2 separate regions of the Mus musculus genome follow, and region 2 is linked to region 1. A link is a contact called in public targeted proximity ligation data. All regions are on one chromosome and are shown on one strand. The core of a region is the stretch at or near the end of the contact, and the rest is flanking DNA. Distances in the headings are between cores, read along the strand shown. Region 1 holds the start of Klf9 (Kruppel-like factor 9). Region 2 has its middle 25 kb from the start of Mir1192.

Region 1 (6,362 bases), core at 1,978-4,477:
GAATTAAAGGGGGCAAAAAAAAAATTGAAATGATTCAACTTCTATGGAAGCTGAGCTGTGTAAGACTCTATAAGGAAGTGAGCAAAAGGGAGGGATTCTAGAGGGACTGTATGGAGCAGTACTGAGCTCGGGGGGTGTGGCAGGGACTTCAGTTCTTAAGATTTTCACGGAATGCAGATGATCCAAGCACCTTCAGGATTTAAGAAGTCGCAGAGAGAAAATCCGGAAGCTGCTTGCCCCACCCAACCACGAGCTAACCTGAAGCTGTCTGAGAATGGAAGCGCCAGAAACTCAACTTGGCATGCGCCTCCTCTCCAAAACACTTCAGGCATTATCTGTAGCGGCTGGCATTTTTGTCCACACTAGCAGTACTTATCCCCAACGCCCCCCCCCCCAAACATAAGTTAAGACCCCTGAAATCACCACACCACTAGAGCCAAAGGTATGACTGTAGCATTTTAAAATGGGAAGAACACCTACTTAATTTCCTTTTCAACTGTGATCGGTGTGAAAGGTTCTCCTGAAACAGCTGAGCTGTCGTGCCTTATGGAGAATTAAAGAGCAGCACGCATGCACGCACACATGAGCAGCCATTTCTATAAATGCCCGAGAAAAGCACTCAGCTGAAATGGCCCAGAATGCTGGGTATCTTCTGCTGAGCCACAGTAGGCACTGCGGGCCTCCCCACCTGCATCATCCACTGGGCAGTCCTCCTGAAGGAGAAAATGCCTTTGCTCAAGGTGGCCGTGGGTGTCCATGTGAGCCACTGAACCCTGGGAACATGGCTGACATGGCCAGGCCCGCCCAACAGCTGTGGAGAGTAACTCGCTGAGTTATTATACCTCTGTTCACCTCCCAGAGCCCTACTAAAGGTCACACCCCCCCACTGAGGGTACAGGCCTGTCCAACTGCTATTATAGAGTCAAACTTACAAAGGTGCAGTTTCATATGGCAACCTAGACGTGGACCCCAAACAGCACCTAGCTTTTCATTATCACTAGGAAATTTAAGATTTATTCTGATGCTGGCAGCCACCTCCCAGAGACTCACTTTCCAAAGGATAATAAAAAAGGGCAGGTGGCTACATAGTCTTTTCAATAGCAAACAAACCTGAAAATCCCACCGAGTATCATTTTGAAACCAAAGAAAGGTTCCGGACCTCTTCTACAAAATGCCAATGTCTCACACCAAACCCCTCAACACCTTTGGACACGATGCCAACAACTCTGAAACATGCGGTCTCAGGACAAGGTAAGGCCCGCTGCCTGATCATAACAACAGTTACAAACGACCCTTCCCTAGCTGACCTCAACACTTGTTCATATGTGAACGCCTTCCACCTTTTTCTAGGCATGTTTAACTAGAACCACCAGAGCTAGTTGACCAGGGTCCTACTAAGCTCCTAAAGCCAGTTCCCTAGAGCAGATGGTTTTACAGCCACGTTGGTGTGCTGCGTGGCCTACAGCTAAGAGGAACGCCCCCACACTCATCCGTGAGGCCTTGAACTCCAGCAAAGACCACACCTCTCTCCTAAGGCTTCAGGCATGAGACCAAATAAGTCACATGGGAACAGATCAGCACTGAATCACGTTCCTTAGGAAAGCTAACTAGTCAAGAAGTTAATCCACCATCCATTCCTTCATCAGTCTCCCCTGCAGCCTGAAGCAGTTTTATTTTAAACCTCTCAGGGGACTCTTAGCCAAATTTAAAACCACCTTGGCAAGCCCTGAAAAGTAGCCGCCATCCAGTTAAATGAGTCCTTAGTCATCCTAAAACGATTCACGCAGAGTGCGGCTCCCCTCCCAGGCCGACCCCTCCGTTGCAACCCCACCAGGGAATGGGATAAAAGCTGCGCCATTTGACTACCCTACCCCCCAGCGTCTCCCCAGGTGGGGCGACCCCGCAGCGGCGGGGTACGGAGTCCCGGGGGCGGGGCGGGTAAGGGAGGGGCGGGCCGGCTCCAGGCCGAGCCACGCAAGCCACTTGCTCAGAGCGGCGGTTGGGGGGGTGGGGGTGGGTTCGGGTGGCTCCTAAAGGTTGGAGCCAAGTAAGGAGAGAGTGCAGGAGTTAAGCAGCATCTTCTCCAAAATGTTTGCAGCCTCTAGGCCGAGTGCGGTGTCCTGGGCGCCCAGGAATGCTGGCCGGCCAAAGGTTAGCTAAAGCCCGAAGCGGGGGAGAGGCGACGCCGCTAACCTGTATGCACTCTGTAATGGGCTTTAAGATGGGAGGATTTTCCATAGACTTTCCCACAGCCACTGTAGGGGCACTTGTGCCTCTTTTCGGAGGCGTGTTTCCCCTTCGAAGCCACTCCAGAGTGGAGGAGGGAGAGTGGGCTGGGCGCGCTGCCAGAATCCTGTCTCTCCTCCGGGCTGTGGGAAGGACTCGACCCAGATTCGGTGGTCACGTCGCTGTCGGATCCTATATCCTCATCGGGACTCTCCAGACTGTCGCTGCACACCGAGGGGGTCTGGATGGGTCGGTATTTGTTGAGGTCCAACAAGCTCTTGGCGATAGTGACCAGCGTGCAATAATCCTTCCAGGTGTCCCCCGGGTCACCGTGTTCCTTGGTCACCTCGCGCTCAGGTAGTCGCAGCCGCTCGGCTTCCGGAGCGCCCCCGTGCTCCGGCACGGCGGCGCGGTTGGAGATGGAAACCAGACACTGGGCAGCCACGAAGTCCATGTAGGCGGCCGCGGACATGGTGCGGGCGACGGCAGCCCGGGCGGTGCGGCCAAACTTGAAGGTGGCTGCGGAGCTTCGGCTAGCCCTGCCCTGGCCTCGGACGACGAGCGCGGTGCGGCGCGGCCGAGGGGGCGGGGGCGCGGGAGCTTGCGACTCGCGGGAGCGCCGAGGCGACCTCAGCCCCTCATCTTTACGTAACCGGCAGCGCCTCCGCACGCAGCAGCCGCGGCCGGCTCCGCCGCTGTCGCCGCCGCCCTGCCCGGCGCCCCGCGCGATCCCACGATGGGCGCGCCCTCCTCGGAGAGATGCCACACGTGGCGGTCGCAAGTTTATTCGACTGCAAACGTGTCGGAGTCCCAGAGAAAGCCAACTGCGAGCCAGGCGCACGTCCTCGACCGCCTCTCCGCCGAGCTGACGCCCCGGGGCATCAGCCGAGTACGCGGACGAGGGGGGCCGGGGCTGAGTGGGGCTCCGCGCCTACGAGACACTTCTTCCCGCGTCCGCCGACGGCCGCTGAGCCCCTGGTCCTGCCGCGCCGCGCCTCTCCGGCATTCTCCAGCTCAGTAACAATTTCGCAGAATCCCATCACGTCACAATCCAGGCCCCCTCCAATTGGCCAGTGGGGAGGGTGATTCAACTCTGTTTACTTTCTCCCCCTGCCAGTCAGAAGGGCCCTTCGGTGGAGAGGTGCGTCTAGAACTACGGCGCGCGGCCAATCCGACCGTTCCGTTCCGCCGCCGCGTGCTGCCCCTCCAGCCCCGAACGCTGACATTTAAAAGGGAAACTGCTCGGAGCCCGGCAACCAGCGGCTGCGCATCCCCGCAGATGCCGCCCAGACCGCGCGCGCGCCTACGCCTCCCGGCCCACGTGCCAGCTGGCGTGGCTTGGGAACGCTTCTCCCCTAGGCAGTTACGCCCATCCCTAGGGACGAAACAGAACTTCAACTTCGGGTTCCCAGCCCTCAAACAGTTAAGTGACTTCCTGCAAACGCTACAGTCCCAGCAACCAGGCTTCCAATCAAAAGTAAGTTGGTTGATGTCACTGGCATTGGCTCAGCCAATCAGAAGGGCGTTCCAAAAGGAAGCGCCCGACACTTGTAAACCTGCGGAGCAGAAGTGAATCGGACAGATCTTTTCATATTTGTGTTGCTGGTGCTAACTCTAAAATATAGATGGAAGGACGGGGTGCTTAATAAACTAAGTGTGAGTCAAATTTTAAACCCTCGATATGGCAGGCCACGTTGTCCAAGGACAGACTCGGATGAGACAGCATCAATTCGTTCTTGTTTGGAATGCAGCACTTAGATGTTTAAAAGTTCTTTCACCCCACACATTAACCAAGAGAAATTCATCTAAAATTTTTCACAGCTAACAAAAGATCCGGTTCCGTATTAAATGGTTCTTACACAAAAGCACCGCCATCTTGGCATTTTGCTAAACCTCCTACTTCCTTGGGCGCCTTTGACTCTAAATTCGCTCTGTCTTGAAGCTATCTTAACCCATAAACTGAGACCAATAAGACATTGCATTTGCATAACTTGAAAAAATCCTTTTCTTTGTAGGGACTCCTCCCTGTTCCTGCTGGGCAAGCCTTTCCTTCCTCTTGCTTCACAATTGTAGAGAACAAGACTGGTCTACCTTATCAGGTAGACGACCGCAGAACTCAAAAAAAAAAAAAAAAAAAAAAAAAAAAAGCACAGGGTTCCCGATTCCTGACTCTGCTTTAGAGGAGCCACCCCTGTGAAATATTAACTGTGTTAAATAGTCCTGAGAACTGGAATCATCCAGAGAGCCTTAACAACTGAATCTTGTGGCTTTACTTGGTCAACAATTAGTGTGGGGTTGGGAGTCTGATGAACTCAGTGTGCTTCTTCCTGAGATGAGTGCTGGGTTGTTTTCCATCATGATAGCTAAGGATCTACAGCAGGGCATACAGTCAACACTGCGGGTTTACAATCCCTCCATTGCCTGGCGGTGGTGGTGCACGCCTTTGATCCCAGCACTCGGGAGGCAGAGGCAGGCGGATTTCTGAGTTCGAGGCCAGCCTGGTCTACAGAGTGAGTTCCAGGACAGCCAGGGCTACACAGAGAAACCCTGTCTCGAACCCCCCCCCAAAAAAAATCCCTCCATTTATCCTGAGTATGAAAGGCACTTTTTCTCTATGAGACACTAACTTCACAATATCTAACCCCAACTTTCCCACTCGTGGTTAACCCTTAATGTTTTGGATACCTCCACCGGGTTCTCTGGGGGGGTCTCAGAAGAACCCTTCCAGTTTGAAGGGTAGGGTAAATTATTTTGACTTTTAAAGTTATGCAGGAAAGACACCACACAAGGTCATTTCCTGGGAAAAGAACAAATATAACAGGAAGTGCTAACCCATGGAGAAATATCACTGCCATCACATCACATCATGAGAGTACAGAGGACATGCTTCATGCAGGACCCAGGCCCAAGACCCTTATGACATCCATGTGATATATATATATATATATATATATATATATATATATATATATATGTATATGATTCATATATAGATATAGAGAGAATATGTACAATAGTGTATAGCAGGGAAGCCATCTTGGAAATCTTGCCTTTTTGGGGGGTTTTTTGAGACAGGGTTTCTCTGTGTATCCTTGGCTGTCCTGGAATTCACTCTGTAGACCAGGCTGGCCTCGAACTCAGAAATCCCCCTGCCTCTGCCTCCCAAGTGTTGGGATTAAAGGTGTGCACCACCACTGTCCAGCACATTCTGATAATCTTTTTTTTAAACATTTACCTATTTATTTTATGTATATGAGTACACTAAAGCCATACAGATGGTTATGAGCCACCATGTGGTTTGCTGGGATTTGAACTCAGGACCTCTGGAAGAGCAGTCAGTGCTCTTAACCACTGAGCCATCTCTCCAGCCCACATTCTGATAATCTTAATTTTAGAAAAGAATTCACTGGTGCTGGCTATGATGGTGCAGACCAGAAGTCCCAGTACTCAGGAGACTGAGGCACGATGGAACATTTGAGGCATTTGAGGAGGCTACAGAGTGAGATCCTGTCTCAAAAAAAAAAAAAAAAAGAAAGAAAGAAAAAGAAAAGAAAAAGAAAAAGAAAAGAAAAGGAAAAAAGAAAAGCATAAAAACATGAAGGAAAAAAAGAAAGAAAAGGAGGAAAGGGAAGGATTGGTTCTGCCTAATTTTGATTTTTTTTTTTACCCCCTAGGATAAAGTCTGTCCCTAGGAATTTGCACCTCTGCCTGCCTCCCTAGGGCACAGCATAGATGGGATCAGTTGAAGAGCCTCATGGTCAAAGGCCTACACAGCCTCCCACACTTGTATTTCCACTGGTATTAGTTTCACTCATGAAGTCTCCTCAGGCCTCGGCCTGAAAGGCTACCAAAGATTAAGGGCAGGTTATTCTCTGAGAAGGAGCCTCTATCTTCCCTTAAAGACTCTGAGTTTGAATACACTAACCTCAGGGTTTTTTAAATGCAAACTTTAACTTCCCTTACATCTAGCTGCCTTCTTTCTAGTGCCCTTTAGCTTCATAGGATCCCGACTACACTCTCTCAATACTCCCAATTCAGTTATAAAGAACACCAAGAAAGCAGATCTCATCCATGTGAATTTCTCTTATGGATCTGCAAGCATAGTTGTTGTAGAAAGTCCCTTCAAAGTCGGCAAT
Region 2 (6,362 bases), core at 1,401-3,900, 34 kb before region 1:
GTATGTGTAAGGCCCTGAGTTTGATCTCCAGAGCTGTAAATAAAGCCCAGTCACCTAGTATCCCATTGCTTTGATGATGCATCTTCACCTTAGCAAATAGAGCTTAGAGGCAAAGCATATTCAGAAAGAAAGGGTTGTGTGTGAGAGAGATGCTCTGTGGTGAAGTAAGCATACTGTTCTTGAAAAGGGACCCGGTGGGGGAGGGGTATGGAGGGCTGGAGAGATGGCTCAGCAGTTAAGAGCACTGACTGCTTTTCCGGAGGTCCTGAGTTCAAATCTCAGTAGCTACATGGTGGCTCACAACCATATGCAATGGAATCCGATGCCCTTCTCTGGTGTGTCTAAAGACAGCTATGGTGTCCTCACATAAATAAATAGATCTTTAAGAAAAGAAAAGGACCCAAGCTCAGTCCCCAACAGCCACCTCATCAGGCAGTTCACAATTTGCCTGTAACAAGTCCAACTCCAGAGGTTTCCAAGGGCATCTGCACTCTCATATACACGCAATAAAATAAAATACTAAGACTGAGGGAGTGGAGAAGAAGGGAAGAAAAGAAAGGAAGTGGGGCTGGGAACTTGTTGCTTTGGGAAAACAGAAACTGAACACGGGGTGATTCTCCTATGGTAAACATGCAGCCTGAAGACCTAAGGCTTTCCCTGGAATTAACAGAAAGCAAGCTTGCTTGCTCTTATGCTAGGTAAATGGGGTTAAGAGGTAGCTTCAGAAGAAAACCTGCGTGCGAAAAGCTTAACCCTAAATGCAAACCCTGACCTGGCAGCTCCTAACCAGCAGACAAGCAGAGAAACTAGAAAGAAGACTGCAGCATTTGCAGTGTCATCCTTGGGAACACAAACTTGTGGATCCAGTAGGGTTAGGTGGCAGAAATGGGGAATACAAAGGTCAGCCTTCAGGAAACGTTCAGTTTGTTTACATTTTTAAAAATGCTATTCAGGCTGGGTGTGGTAGCATGTGCTTTTAATCAGAAGACAGAGGCAGGTGGATCCCTGTGAGTTTGAGGCCAGCCTAGTTTACATATACGGTTTCAGGCCAACTAAGGCTATATAGTGTGAGTCCCTGTCTCTAAAAAATAAAAAATAAAGGATTTCAGTGACCTGCACCTTTCTCGTTTTTTAAACTAGCTTTTAAAAACATAGATGGGACTGGGAATGCTGAGATGCCTCTGCAGGTAAAAGTACTGGAGCTGTTGATAGTGTGTTTAGCCTGCAGAAATCCTGGGTTTGACTCTCCAACTCCTATTAAAGTGGGTGTGGTGCAAGCCTGTAATTCCAGCACTGGGGAGGTAGAGACAGAAGGATCATAAACCCAAGGTCATCCTAGAATGTGTGTGTGTGTGTGTGTGTGTTGTTACAGCTCAATGATAGAGCCCATGTCTAGTATGCATGAGGTTTTACATTTGATCCCCAATACTTTCTCTACAAAAGAAGATATAATAGCCAAGAGCTGGAATTGAGGCTATAAACTCCCTGTACAGTCACTGTGGACTCTTTATAGTCTCTGCCATAACCACTCACCTACCTTATAGTCATAGACAGTATATAAATGCATATGAATAGCTGCATTGCAATAACATTTTATTAGGAACACTTCTGTTTGAATTGCATCTATTCTTTGTGTGTTTGTAATAGAGCTCTCTTTTATGTTTTCAACCATTTAAAGAGATAAAGACCATCCTCAGCTTCCTGGCTGCACAAAAACTAACCAAGGGCCATAATTTTGCAAGCACCAAATGCCCCCTCTTCCAGGTCATTCTCATGAACAAAGCTAATGCGAGAAGAGTGGACGCAGGGATTTTTAACTCTTACTTAATCAAGGACCAAGTGCACTCTGAGAGAAGAGAAGTGCAGACGTTGAAACCATAGTGCCTGCTTTGTGCAACCCTAGACACACACAAAGCCTACTTTCCCCCGTGAAGTTATAGGATATTACATTTGAAAGTGGCTTTTCTTAAGAGGACCCAGAGCCTAAAAGAAATTCATCAGACCCAGCTAAGAACGGGAGAGGGCTAATTTTCTCAGCAAACTTTAAATGTGACATCTTGACCTGGGAAGAACTGAATTTATGGTTGTAGGCAGGAACAGAAAAGACTGGACTCAGCTCCTGCACTTGAGAGGAAACATAAGAAGCAAAGTGCTTCATTGCCAAGGTCAACAGAGGCTCCTTGAACTGGAGAACTGATGAGAGAGCTTAAGAATTCACAGCTCACTGGTGACCATCCTAGCAGCCAGACACCACCCTATGTCAACCCAAGACGGCTTCCAGGTGGGAGCCCACAGATGAGCTGTCTCTTAGTGTGGGGGGCAGACAGTCCAAAAGTAAACCACAAGCCTCACTCAGGTAAGGACACAGCAGGTTTCCTACAGAGCAAGGGCCTTGGGCTGCTGTCCTGGGATGATGGCATTAGATTGGTTTCTGGGCATAGCTTTTCTTCCTCTTTTATAAACAAACATCTACTTTCACTCTGGCAATTTGAGCACAAGGCGAGGGAGAGTAGACCCTTCCCTATCATGCTGGAGGCCCTGGGCTTTTCCTTGCGCTGGAGGAAAATAATGTTGGTTACCGTGGTGCATGCCTGTAATCCCAAATACTTGTGAGGTGGAGGCAAGAGGGTCAGAAGTTCAAGGTCACCCTCTGCTACACACCAAGCTAAAGGCCAGCCAGGACTACACAGCAAGACCTTGTCTCTAAAGAAATGAATCCATACTGCTGCCCTGCCAAGCCTTCTAAGCCTTTTTCTTTCATTTTTTATTTTGTTTGTTTGTTTGTTTGTTTGTTTAGAGATGGTTCCTCTGAAGCCCTGACTGTCCTGGAACTTACTCTGGAAACCAGGCTGGCCTCAAACTCAAGAGATCTGTCTGTGTCTGCCTCCTAAGTGCTGGGATTAAAGGCGTGCACTACCACCACCTGTCTAAGCCTTATTTTTCTAAACACATCCCTTACATATTTTAAATTGGGCCTGTGCTATACATATTTTTACAGTAAATATATCATGAACCTGTGCAATGGTTAATAATGTCAACTTGGGTTACAGTCACTTAAACAACATCTACGTGTGTTTATGAGGGCATTTCTGGAGAGGTTTAACTGCAGTGTGAATGTTTACCTTCAATATGGGTAGCACTATTCAGAGGGCTGGGCTCCCAGACTGAATAAAAAGAAGGGGGCAGAGCAGCATTCTCCCTCTGCTTCCTGTGGACTGTGACTAGCCTCCTCATACTATGTCTGTGTTATTGCCCAAGCCAATTATGCTTGGTTATTGTACGTTACCTTGTTTTGAAAACATGGAGACTTGTTTATAAAGGCTCACTTTATATCACTTGTCAGATTTTACTATGTATCCATCTGCTCATGCGCACTTGTGAATTATGCACTGAGCATATTAATCCTAATGTAACAGAGCCTGTGACATCATGAGCTAACTAGAAATAATTTATTTTAAAATGATGTTTCTGCTTACTATTAAAATTGAAACACGGGCCAATGAGTACACACATGGTTTGTTGGGTAGAGACAATGTCATGTCTGGTGGCACACCCCCCACCCCAGTCCCCTCTAACAGCATTTAAAGAACACATGCCTTTTTCTTTTCTTTCTTTCTTTGTTTCTTTGTTTCTTTGTTTCTTTGTTTCTTTGTTTCTTTGTTTCTTTGTTTCTTTGTTTCTTTCTTTCTTTCTTTCTTTCTTTCTTTCTTTTTGGTTTTTCGAGACAGGGTTTCTCTGTGTAGCCCTGGCTGTCCTGGAACTCACTTTGTAGACCAGGCTGGCCTCGAACTCAGAGATCTGCCTGCCTCTGCCTCCCAAGTGCTGGGATTAAAGGCGTGCACCACCACCACCCAGCCACATGCCTTTTTAAAATAAAAATAATTTTTTAATTTTTAAGGATTTTAGTATATCCATAAGTTTCACCTTCACTCACCAGGATTCTTTTCCTAGAAAAATCAATGGTTTTTTTATTAAAGTGTCCAAAAGTATTAGCATATTACATCTATAGCTATGAAGTGTATTCTTCATTCACATTAGGTTGCTTTTTGTTCTTGTTCCTTGTTTGGCTTACTGCAGTATAACTTTGAAGGTCTCTTCAAAGCTCTGTTTCTTGGATTTGTGTTTAAATCCCATTTTACCCATATCCTTCTTAGTTATTAATTTTATGGCTCATTGAATTTGCTGCCTATTTATACTTTTTCACATTCATGAAGTATTTATAGCAAAGAATGAGTGTATGAGTGAGTGTCTCGGTTACTCTTCTATTGCCATGACAGAACATCATGACCAAGACAATTTATAAGAGGAAGTGTTTAATTCAGTGCTCATAGTTCCTAAGAGTTCGTGACCATCATGTCAGGGAGTCTAGCAGCAGACAGACAGGTGTGATGCTGGGGCAGGAGCTGAGAATATAACATCTTGATCTACAAGCATAAGGCAGAAAGAGAACTAACTGGGAATGGTGTGGGATTCGAAACCTTGAAACCACTCAGGGACCAGGCCACACCTCTCAATCCTTCTCAAGCAGTTCCACCAACTGGGGATCAAATATTCAAATACAGAAGCCTATTGGTCCGCTCTCATTCAAACACCCAATAAGACTTTGAAGTTTTCTCTAGTCAGGGTATACTTTGAGTAATTTTTTCCTATTTTTTGTAGCCTTAAACACTATACATTCCTTTTACCTATTTTTTCTCTTCTTTTTTGGTTTTTGTTGTTGTTTTTGTTGTTTGTGAGACAGGATTTCTCTATATAGTTCTGAATTTTCTGGAACTTACTCTGAAGACCAGGATGCCTCAAACTCACAAAGATCTGCCTGCCTCTACCTCTGAAGTGCTGGGATTAAAGGCACTTAATCCCACCACAACCAGGTGACCTAAACAATTTTAAAAGATCTTAATTATTTTTTAACTTTTGTTTTGGTTTGGTTTGTTTTTGTTTTTGTTTTTGTTTTTTTGTTTTTTCCAAGACAGGGTTTCTCTGTGTAGCCCTGGCCTGGCTGTCCTGGAACTCACTTTGTAGACCAGGCTGGCCTCGAACTAAGAAATCTGCCTGCCTCTGCCTCCCAAGTGCTGGGATTAAAGGTGTGTGCCATATATGTGCCTGGGTTGAGGTATATGCACTTGCGTGCCAGTTCCCCTGAGCTGCTGGATCCTCTGGCTTCAGCTGGAATTACAGATGGTTATGAGCTACTAGCTGTGGGTGCTGAGAACTGAACTTTAAAAGTAGTATATGCTCTTAACTACTAAGAGCATTCTCTCAAGCCCCTTAATTTTTTTTAAAAAATGGATCTCACTATGTATACCTGTCTGGCCTGGGTTAGTTGCATAGACCAGGCTGGCCCTGAACTCAGAGACCCACCTGCCCCTGCCCCTACCCCTTCACCTGGCTTGACCTAAGAATTTTTAAGGAAGTCAATCATGTCTTCTGCACACCTCTCTCCCTCTCCCCCAGTCCCATCTTCCATCCCCCACACCCTCCACTGGCCTTGAGCTCCTGATCTTCCTGCATCTGCCTTCCAAGCACTTTTAGCTTTAAAATCTTTGTTAATTCTGTTAATTATTCCCTTGATTGTAGTCTGGTGGTTTTGTTGGAGGAGGTGTGTCACTTTGAGGTTTCAAAAGCCCTCACTCTAATCCCAATTAGCAGTTCTCTGTGCTTCCAGCTTGTGTGTGAGTTGAGATGTGAGCCCTCAGTTACTACTCCAACACCACGCCTGCATGCCTGCTGCCATGCTCGCCTTGGATTCACCCTCTGAAACTGTAAGCTCCCAAAAAGTTTTCTTCCACAGATCTCCTTGGTCATGGTGTGCTATCACAGTAATACAAAGTATCTAACCCGGGGTCTATGTGTTGTTTGTAGTCTTTGTTATATAGTTCCATGGCGATTTAAAAGTAATATGTAGCTGGGCGTGGTGGCGCACACCTTTAATCCCAACACTTGGGAGGCAGAGGCAGGCGGATTTCTGAGTTCAAGGCCAGCCTGGTCTACAGAGTGAGTTCCAGGACAGCCAAGGCTACACAGAAAAACCCTGTCTCGAAAAACCAAAACCAAAAACAAACAAAAAAAAAGTAATATATAAATGTGGAATGACGTCTTTCACCTCCCATGAGGCTGCTGTGAAGGAGCTGCTTGACTATGAGGCTAATGAGCTACTGTGATGTCCTGGGCAGCACCAGCTATTTTGTGGAACCCACATTATTCATGTACTTTTCTTTAGGGGTACATTTTCATCATTCCTGCTTTGTTTAGCATTCTATATTTTGATAGAAAGTCATTAGACACTCATGCCTTCACATACTAGATACTGACATAAAATCACCTCTGTGACCCTGGTTATATCTACCTTCAATTCTGTTAGT

What was found.
Region 2: a contact with region 1 is called in a targeted proximity ligation map of embryonic stem cells, with 17 read pairs. A contact is called at or near these places in 7 of 39 promoter capture datasets (the HPC-7 cell line, embryonic stem cells, epiblast stem cells and 3 more), 5 of 484 Hi-C or Micro-C datasets (cerebral cortex, embryonic stem cells, forebrain and 2 more), 11 of 130 datasets of targeted methods (CD8 T cells, astrocytes, embryonic fibroblasts and 4 more) and 3 of 9 other capture datasets (adipose tissue, liver and pancreatic islet).

Annotation. Positions count from the first base shown.
Region 1 is chr19:23,138,091-23,144,452 of GRCm38.p6, reverse strand. It overlaps Klf9 (Kruppel-like factor 9), which reads right to left and starts at 3,227. Exons shown (of 2, transcript NM_010638.5): 1 at 2,194-3,227. The coding sequence starts at 2,698.
Region 2 is chr19:23,171,544-23,177,905 of GRCm38.p6, reverse strand. No RefSeq gene overlaps it. Among named protein-coding and RNA genes, the nearest start is that of Mir1192, 25 kb to the right of the region's middle.